Regions from separate parts of the Hordeum vulgare genome. Here region 2 is linked to region 1. A link is a contact called in public Hi-C data. All regions are on one chromosome and are shown on one strand. Each heading gives the region's core, a stretch centred on a gene start, on an enhancer-like site or on the middle of the called end of the contact. The rest is flanking DNA. Distances are from core to core; before and after follow the strand shown.

Region 1 (5,211 bases), core at 517-3,016:
TATATGCAGTATAAAGCATTGACGGAGATGTAAACTTAGACACCACCCTAAGCTGTGCATGTGCAGAGCCATAAGTGAGGCACTCAGGAGAGGAGAGTACTCCATCCAGGACTGTAGATTTCTGCTAAAACTCAGAGGGCAAAGGTGCACACCAATCACAGCAAAGGACGAGTTTGGACAGGAAGTGGACATAGAAAACAAAAGGCAGGAAATGCTAGGCATAAAGAGAGCTAAATTGGCCCTAAATTGCATATACTGGATTTTGTTCTACTCTATCATCCACATAAATTGAAAAGGAAGGAAATGAGGCACATATAGTTGTAAAACAGCCGCAGATAAAGGATAGATCAGCTGCAGCCTGCAATTGAAAGAAGCTCATCCCCATGACCTCATTGAGATGTTGAGAATTGCAGATGAAGATCACTAATCACCAGCCCCCCTCCCTGAATCATTTTCCTAATTACAGCAGCGACTTGTGCAATAGTGGCTATCTCATCATTGTCTGTACACCTAACAGGATACAGCTGGTTTATCAAGACACAGGAATACTGGTCCAAACCATGAGTCTAGAGCTACCGAAATAGCAGCCACTTGTGGAGTTCAGAATATAATATCTAATGCAACTCTAATTGCTATTTGGGTAGAGAAAAGTGGAAATGCGGTATGTCAGGGATAAATAACAATTAGAATAGCAGGCACAGGGCGTTTCTAGAGAAGTTTAGAATCACATAAGCATGCATCTGCACATTATTATCAGCAATAGTCACATATACTTGACCAATATCAACCAGAGCAAACTACTAACTGCGTCAGTATTGTTCTCTAGCCCATGGAGAGTACAACATCAGCACAATCAACATTGTAGTATGTAGCAACAAGGAAGCGCAAGCCAGCACTCTTCTAGCCTATGAGATAGACATACTGGCGGAATTCGATTCGATTTAGCCCGAATTGCAGAGCATCAATTACATCATCTATCTCCGAGCTACCTCAAGCATGGGAAGAATCCAGCCCCCAATTCCACACCAGATGGCAGATGCTATGGCATACACCAGGAAACGAAGCCCTCCCTAGAAGCTAAACACGAATCGTCGAATCCAATCATAAATCACACCGCACATCGAAACGCACCCACCGCGAACGACACATCCTGTCATCACGAATTAAAGGCAGGACAGCGTAACCCTAGCTGCGCGAGGACGACAGAGATAGGGAATTGCCGAAAGAGATAAGGTTGCGATGCAGACGTACCCATGAGGCGGTGGCGGGGGTTGTCGAGCGCCTCCACGAGGAACGGGTCGACGTGGGAGGCTACCCTGTCGTCCACCTCCGTCGCCTCCCTCGGCCGTCCCTCGTCGGCGGGAGGCGAGGACGGCGTCGGCGGCGGGGCGGTGGCGGCGGCGGAGGAGGAGGAGCTCATCGTGCGCGGCGAGGGGAGGGGTGGTAGGGGTAGGCGGAGAGAGGGGAGCTGCGGCCGGGTACGGCGACTCGCCTGCCTCTCCCTTCCCCTCCCGCTTCCCGATCCCGAAGTGGCTGCGCTGCGGAGAAGGCGAAGCGGAGCCCGAGAGGAGGAGAGAAGCGGGTTCCCGACGCGACCACGGCTCCGGATTTTTCTAAACGCCGCGTGGGTCCCGTCTCATTCCGCGGCTGGATGCCTGGATGGGGTCGGATTGTGGTCGAGGAAGCTTGATTTCGACCGTTCGTGCAGGAGCTGCCACACGGTGCGCCGTCCAATCCTACAAACCAACGGACTCTCAAGATTCGTCAACTGTTAAAAAAAATGTACAGGGTAGCTTATTCGAATTTCAGGTCAGTCCATTTTGAAAATAAGTAAAAGTAGTCCCGAAGATGAAGAAGGAGGTTGTCGATGTCGGGGAAGAAAATCCTCACTATCTATCTTAGGATGACGAATGGGTGCAAGTTCGTTGAAGAAGCACCCCCACTTTCGGGCCCTTGGAATCGGGGGTGTCCAGGCCCGTCGGCCTGCGGCCCCAGCGCAACGCACTGCACATGCCCGATTCAGCCTGGCGGCGGGCCCAGCAAGCAAGATCAAGCGCCGGAGGATCATTGTCGAGGACCGCACGAGGCTGCTCGTTATAAGGGCGCGTCCCGAGGCCCTCGCGGAGCGGGCTCGTCAAGGGCGACCAGGCACGGTCTCGTGACCATGCATCTTCACGTGGGTGACGCAGGCTGTGCACGCAGCGCAGGAGCGGTGCTAGCGGGCACGGAGAGAGAGGCTTTCCACTTTCGTGCTAAGCTAGCGGGGCCAGCTGACGGACTCCCAAAGCAACCCCCAAAAGCTTCTCATTTGGTGCAAGAGGACCAAGGCTTTGGGCTCGGCAAGACGGAGGTCACCCCCGAGCGCACCAACGCATCATGGCGAAGAGCTTTAGCACGCGAAGACCATCTTTATCAGGGCAAGCTGCAGCTTGACCCCTTTCAAAATGGTCGTTGTGGCAACCCTTTTTGCCTAGTGTGTGTTTTGCGGGGGAAGAGGACCAAGGCGAGTATAGAAGAGAGGCACAGCCTCTGTAGAAAGGATCCATCATCTCCTTTAGGGCAACAACCCACCTTGTACACTCTCTCTCTCTCTCCCACAAGCAATCCACACAAGCAGGAGTAGGTTTTTACACCGCAAGGTGGCCTGAACCTAGGTAAATTGCGCGTGTATTCTTGTTCATCTGGCTTAGCTCGAGCCATCGGAGAGTCATCGTGAAGTTGAGAGGCAGAACAAAGCAAGAGAGCGAGCGCACCCTAGTGCTCGAACCTTTCTGGGTCTGCGGAGCCCCGATTCTGACATTTGGCACGCCAGGTAGGGGTGCGCAGCCGTACTCCAGCTTCAGTTTCATCTCCAGCTTCACCGACCCCATGGCCAACGCTTGCCGCGCGCGCCCCGAGCGCTCGGTGACGGACGGCCGTCATCGACCCACCAGCGTAGCGGCCACCACCATCGTCGTCTGCGCCGCCCAGGAGCAACAGGGCTCCCCGCGCCCCCCGGTGCAGCAAGGCGGCCGCCTCGCTGCGTCCCCCACAGCTTATTCCTTGGCCAGTGTCCATATAGGAGACTTGAACGCGTAGGACGTGTTGCTCATAGCGAGCAAACTGCTCCGCCACCGCCCGACGGACGGAGGCTACGACGCCTGGGCAGACCACATCGTCGAGCTTGTCACCATCGTGAGGAGGGCCCTGGCGCCCTACGTCCCCCGGCGCCAAAAGCGGGGGGCTCGACCAGCGAGCCGCCTCCGCCGCTGCACGGCGACTCGCTCAGCCCACAGCCCGAGGGGCCCGCGCGGGGTCCACCTCGCGTCGTACTCCTGCTCCTTTGGGTCCCGGTGACTGGCTTTGGGCCGCCGTCGAGCCCCTGCGGCGGCGTGCCCGAAAGACTCGGCGGACGTTTTCTGCTCACCACAACGAGTGCACTCACAACATGGAGGACCGCGGGGCAATCAGGTCTTCCCGCAGTGAGCGCGCCATCCAGCGCCAGAATTGCGTCGCCCGCGCCGCCGGGTGGGAAGGTGACTACGGCAGCGACTGAGGGGATGACCTCAGGAACCACCCTCACTAGGGCCGGCGCGACCAACCTTGCAGTGACAGCGGAAGCAGTCTGCCTCAAGAAGACGCTCGACGCGGGTGGCCACGTGCCACGCATCCTGCCACCACGGTCACGGGCCCCAGGGGGAAGGGTATCGCAGTAGACGCTAGTATCACGGGCCTCACGCCCCAAACCAGCGCCCTCCTCCCTTCGGCATAGGAGTCCGCGTCGGGCGCCCTCGTCAGGCCGGGCTCCCGCCTGGAGCCGCCTGGCTTGGTCGATGTGACAAAGGGGTGCCCGGGGACCTCGTGGAGGCGCGCCCTCGCGCGCGCCCCCACGAGCCGAGAATGTAGCGCCAAGCGCCAAGGGCACAGGGCTTCGCCGCTCAAGAGATCAGCAAGATGCAAGAGGTGTGGGCCATGCATGCCTCGCGAAGCGTCGGGCCCCTCTGGCCCATGAAGCCTCACGAGCCAGAGTGTTTTATGATCATTTTATAGCAACTTTACATCATTTTTTGGGACTAACCTATTGACACAGTGCCTAGTGCCACTTGCTATTTTTTCCTTCGCACAAAATCAATATTAGATGAAGTCCAAATGCCACGAAACTTTACGGAAAATTTTTTAGACCAGAAGGATACTTGGGAGCCAAGAAGGAGCAGCATAGGAGGCCCAAGCGGCCCAGTAGACACCAGGGCGCGCCCACGGCCCCTAGCGCGTCCTGGTGTCTAGTGGGGTCATCGGACGCCTCCTCCACCGCCTATGAGCTCTATAAATACCCCAATATTCAGAAAACCCTAGAGAAGTTGACGAAAAATTGTTTCAGCCACGCAAGTTCTAGAAGCCACGAAATCCAATCCAGAGCCCGTTCGAGAGAGGAACACGATCACAGAGGGGTTCATCATCCTCACTGGTGCTCCTTCGAGGATGCGTGAGTAGTTCATATCAGACCTACGAGTCCGTAGGCAGTAGCTAGATGGCTTTCTCTATCATTTTGTTTCTCAATACAATGGTCTCTTGGAGATCCATATGATGTAACTCTTTCTTTTGCGGTGTGTTTGTTGGATCCGATGAATTGTGAGTTTATGATCAGATCTATGAAAACATATTCATGCTTGATTATTATACCCTCATATTTCTTCTCCTATATTTGATTTTTGTCTGGCCAACTTGATCTTTTATCTTGCTATGGGAAGAGGTGCTTTGTGATGGGTTCAATCTTGCGGTGCCCAATCTCAGTGACAGAAAGAGACTTGACACGCATGCATCGTTGTTATCAAGGATAAAACAATGGGGTCTATTCCTACATGAATAGATCTTGTCTACATCATGGCATCGTTCTTAAGGCATTACTCCATTTCTCCATGAACTCAGTACACTAGATGCATATTGGATAGCGGTCAATGTGTGGAGTAATAGAAGTAGATGCAGGGAGAAGTCGGTGTACTTGTCTTGGACGTGATACCTATATACATGATCATTGTCTTGAATATCGTCATAATTATTTGATCTTCTATCAATTTCCCAATAGTAATTTGTTTGCCCATTGTTTGATATTTTCTTGACAGAAGCCACTAGTGAAACCTACGAGCCCGGGTCTACTTCACATCATCTATTTGCAATCTCTATTTTGCTATTCGCGTTTCTATTTTATTTGCCCCTTTATTTTCATATCTATAT
Region 2 (5,142 bases), core at 600-3,099, 180 kb before region 1:
CAACAAGAACAAACCTTTCGATGGCCTCACCTCTTGGGCTCTCGCACGTCGACAATGCATCGTCGAGCACCTCCCTTGACTGGCCAGCCTTGATGAGTGTCCATGCCCAGTCGGTGATCAGCACTGGCCCTGTCGAAGCCGTCATGTCAAGCACATGCCGTCCACTCAATATCTCAAGCACCAGAACACCGAAGCTATAGACGTCGCTCTTCTCTGTCAACTGTCCATAGAGCGCGTACTCCGGCGCCAGGTAGCCATGTGTGCCGGCAACACGCGTCGTGAGGTGAGACTGCCCCTCTCGGCTCCTCCTGGCTAGCCCGAAATCCGCCACGCGTGCACGCATCTCATTGTCGAGCAATATGTTTGTCGCCTTGATGTCCCTGTGATAGATGGCAGGCTTGACACCATAATGCAGATATTCCAGCCCCTTTGCCACATCCATTATTATGGTCCGACGTTGTGTCCATGTCAATGCCGCCCGCTTGCTGCCTCCTACTCTGTCCTGGAAGATGAACTCCTCGAGCGATCCATTTGGCATGAAGTCATACACGAGGAACATCTGCTTCCCTTCCTCTATGTCGTCATCTACAATGCAGCAGCCACGCAGCGGCACCAGGTTCCGGTGCCGGAGGTGGCTGATGATCTCAACCTCGTTGGTGAACTCCTCGTCACCGCCGTCCATTTCTGGGTTGAGCATCTTCTTGACGGCAACCACAGACCCATCGGCGAGCACCCCACGGTAGACGACTCCAAACCCACCGCGGCCAATGAGGTTTCGATCCGCGAAGTTGTCCGTGCCCTTGGACAACTCGGCAATGTTGAAGAGTATTGACCCGGTGTTGGGCCTTAGGTGCGGACGCCGGCCCTCTGACCCCTCCTCAGGGATCGTGTGGTTCCTCTTCTTGTTCTTGGCGTGCCTTGTCTTTCTCCAGACAAAGAATGCAAGGACTGACAGGACGAGGATGAAGGCGATCGGGATGGTGGTGGCGTAGATGGCTGCGTTATTGGACTTGGAGTGGTGGGAGGGAGGGGTGGATAGGCCGAGGCCGAGGATGCAATGAGCGGCGGTGGGGGAGATGGGTCCCTCACCGCTGGAGATGCCGGCGGCGTACATGACGGTGAGGTAGAAGCAGTTCCGCGGTGAGTCGGCCGTGGCGTTGGCGCTGGCGGCGATGAGGGGGGAGGTGGCGACGATGCCGGCGGACTGGCAGCGATCGCAGATCGGCAAGGACGAGAGGTCGGTGCCGCAGGCGGCGTCCAGGCCCGCGACGGAGGCGTTCCCGACGACGGCCCTGTACTCGGCGGCGGTGGTGACGCCGGCGCAGAAGGACGGGGAAGCGGTGAACTCATCTGGCGACGGGAAGCAAGACTGCACGAGCGAGGCGCCCGGGAGGGAGGCCGGCGCCGCGGCGACCGCCTCCGCGAAGTCGGCGAGGCAGGCGGCGGAGGCCCCCGCGGACGGGACGCGGAACTGGCCTGTGGCGCGGAGCCGGCCGGCGAGGCCGATGCCTAACACGGAGAGCAGCGTCTGGCAGCAGGCCGTCATGTTGGGCGCGGCCCCCGCGCACGGGGTGGGGTCCCACGGGAACGTGGGCACGTAGCTCAGGTCCAGCGGGCACGTCCCGTTGCCGCCGCCCGCCGCGGCCGCGCCGTCCGGCGAGCCGGCGAGCAGCAGCGCCAGGAGAAGCGGGAGGATCCGGAGGAGCCTCGGCGTCGGCATTTCGGCGAGCAGGTGGTGGTCGTGGAGGGTGGGGCGAGCGGTGGAACAGGGGTCGGCTTCAGCTTACGCTGGGAAGACAAAAACAAATACTCCGTAGCGGGCAGGAGGGAGGGAGAGAGAGTGGTTGGAGTAAAATGGGGCGGCTGAGCCAAGCCTTGCGTGTACGGAAATATTTATAGTTTTGTGCCAGGATAATGGGTGCAGAGTATGACGATGGGGCCTGCGGGGTCGGGTGCGTCGGACTGATGGAGACGTGGGAGGGGCTGGCTGGTTCCACCGGAAGGTGGCCGGAAGCCAAGAGGAGGTGGTAGCTGTGACTTTGCCGTTTTGTTTGACGTGGCGTTATTGGACGCTCTTATAGGACTTTTTTAAGTACGGCAAACGCTTTGTATCCACAAGACTCAAGCATCAGACCACTTAAACGTGGTCTATCAATTTCAAATCCTACGCTCAAAACTAGTCCTTTTTTGTAATTAAGGAAGTTATAAAAAGATCATCCCATAACGTCCGTGCAGGATCTTCTGCCTTGATCCAGTTTCCTTTCTGGAGCTCATGCTCCACCCCAAACGCGGCACATCTCTCTAGCCTTGCCAGATCCCTTTTCCGTACGGCGCCGCCCCTGATCCTCCTTCTCCCCTCTTCATCAAGCAGCAGAGCGAGCTCCTTCTTTTCTCCTCGTCGTCGAGCAGACCGGCAACCCCATCCTCTACTCCACCATGTGTGCGGTGTGCCCCGACCGAGATCGATGGTGCGCCATCCTGGCATTAGGGGGTTCAGGCCCCCATCTGAATGGCGATTCCTGGATCCCCATCCTGGCAATTTTTTGTTTCCAGCCACTCTTGATATTAGCTTATTATTTATTTCTTATATTTTTCCTATACATATATTTTCCCACCCGATTAAGGCGCATCTTTATTTTCAACAGAATGCTACTTGTGTTGAGTGTGCTAGACCGGAGATCACTTCTTATCGGAGGCTACCTTGTTGAAGAACTCGTGACGTGTGAGGAGCTCTTATATGATCAGTTAATTGAAAATGTACATCGAAGCTGCCTATGCATAAGTGAAATTAGTGTTGTTGTAGAGAAAATTGTATGTTGTTTGTATCAGATGAATTTGAGGTGATGTCTATCCTTGTTCTGTGTTTCAGACAATTCCTTTGATGAAACAAATGTTTCTATCAAATGTGAATATTTTTTGGTACAATAAATAAAATTTCTAAAGCAACCAAAAAGATGCTTTTGTATCATAGAAATAAGGCTTCGATGATACAAAATAAAAAAGTTTTCTATCACATGATTGTATAATATGTTTGCATCGCATGAAAGGGTGCTTCCACCATTAGAAGTAACGCTTCTACGATTGAATAATATGTTTACAACGTGAAAGTATGCTTCCATTGACAAAAAAATGCTTCCTTGCAAACTTCTGGTGAAAAAATGCATTTCGGAAAAAATGAGTTTTTTTGGAAGCACATCGCAATCTAAAAAAAGATATTCCCTTGCACAAAACACATCTGCAAAACTAAAAATATATTTGTTCGTTTGAAGCAAACCAGAAATAGTTAGGAAGCTAATTACATGCGATTAATGCAAAAGTCTTGTAATTAATGGGAAACATCCATAATTAGCGCTAATCATATCCTCTCGTGGAAGTCCTGAGAGGCAAATCGGACGTCCCCGCTTCCTTCGATCCTACGGTGGACAGATGGGCTGACGGATGCATTCCATCTATAGTCTGATGCCTAGCGTCCCCCCTTTAAGTACGAAAACTAAGGAGTTTAGAGCAGCGACCCAATTTATTCGTTTGGATCATTTGGATATAAAATTTAACCCAACGAGACGACCCAAACGGATGCGCATGTTCGTATGTTGTCCATTTATTGTCAGCACTCACCTAAACTTGGTTCAAATATGAGCACAAATGGGTACGAAAGCGGACAGAAGCAAACGCTTACGTCGGTCGTTGTCGTCCGCTCATGTCTGCCCTGGTCCCACGTCTTAGTGACTGCACACGAGTTGGACAATGACCTCCACAATCACCGCAACGAGGAGCGAGGCCATCGGCGAGGTCGTTGCAACGCTTACCGGCGAGGCCACCCGCGCAGGCCGCCACCTCCCGCGTCGGAGCAACCGTCGTTGGCGCTGGAGCTCATGGGGAGCTGGAGCCCGCGGTGGAGCGAGCCCCCTACTTCGGCACCGACAAGATCCGGTGACGGGGCGAGGGGGCGGAGGGGCAGCGCGAAGGGGATCAGAGGGCGTGAGGAGGTGCCCAGCCTACGAGGAGGAGCAGAGGGGCGACGTGACGGGAAGCAGAGCGGTAGCACAAGGAGGTGCCTAGTTGGCGATGAGGAGTGGAGGGGCGATGCGGGGGGAGGAGAGGGACGACACGAGGAGGTGCCCGCCGACGACGAGGAGTGAATGGGTGACACAACGAGGAGCTAAGGGGCGACATGACGGGGAGCGGAGGGGCGACACGAGGAGGTGACCGCCAGCGAGGAAGAGCGGAGGGGCGACGCGGCGAGGAGCAAAGGGGTGACGTGGCGGGAAGGGGAGGGCGGCACAAGGAGGTGCCAGCCGACGATGAGGAGCGAAGGGGCGACACAACGAGGAGCAGAGGGGAGGCACGAGGAGGTGACCGCCAGTGAGGAAGAGCGGAGGGGCGACACGACGGGGAGCAAAGGGGCGGCCCGAGGAGGTGCCCGCCGACAACGAGGAGCGAAGGGGCGACATGACGAGGAGCAGAGGGGAGGCGCGAGGAGGTGACCGCCAGCGAGGAAGAGCAGAGGGGAGGCACGAGGAGGTGACCTCCAACGAGGAAGAGCGGAGGGGAGGCACGAGGAGGTGACCTCCAGCGAGGAAGAGCGGAGGGGCGACGCGACAGTGAGCAAAGGGGCGGCGCGAGGAGGTGCCCGCCGACGACGAGGAGCGAAGGGGCGACACGACGAGGAGCAGAGGGGCGACACGAGGAGGTGACCGCCAGCGAGGAAGAGCAGAGGGGCGACTCAACGGGGAGCAAAGGGGCGGCGCGAGGAGGTGCCCGCTGACGAGGAAGAGCGGAGGGGCGACGGAAGGAGGTTCTTGCCCGCGTCGGCGTCAGTGTCAAGGAAGAGAAGACGGGACGGATGTAGAGTGTTGCTTGTCATGGTGTTGCTATGCGGTTGTCCGCTTTTGTGTCTGCCCGTTGGGAGCATTCACCATCTGTACGTATCCGCCCCATGTCCGCTAGGCGGACGCGTGACCCAAACAGACGAAAAACGGACAAAATCCTTATCAGTTTGGGTGACTGGGTTGGAGTTGCTCGTATTACTCCCTTTATAAAATGAGTCTATTCTAATAATACCTTTAAGACCTTATTCTAACAACGCTAACCTTATTGTGACAACACATGAGCACTCTCCGTCCTCAAAACGAGACTGTACAC

The links. Hi-C and Micro-C count contacts between places; a contact is called where the count stands out from the background.
Region 2: a Hi-C map of seedling shows a contact between it and region 1, with 4 times the contacts expected there. The contact joins the promoter of LOC123442561 here to the promoter of LOC123442546 in region 1. A contact is called at or near these places in 2 of 6 Hi-C or Micro-C datasets (leaf and seedling).

Annotation. Positions count from the first base shown.
Region 1 is chr1H:426,977,105-426,982,315 of MorexV3_pseudomolecules_assembly, reverse strand. It overlaps LOC123442546, which reads right to left and starts at 1,766. Exons shown (of 4, transcript XM_045118620.1): 1 at 1,252-1,766. The coding sequence starts at 1,420.
Region 2 is chr1H:427,161,854-427,166,995 of MorexV3_pseudomolecules_assembly, reverse strand. LOC123442561 (probable receptor-like protein kinase At1g11050) reads right to left here and starts at 1,849. Exons shown (of 1, transcript XM_045118643.1): 1 at 1-1,849. The coding sequence starts at 1,720.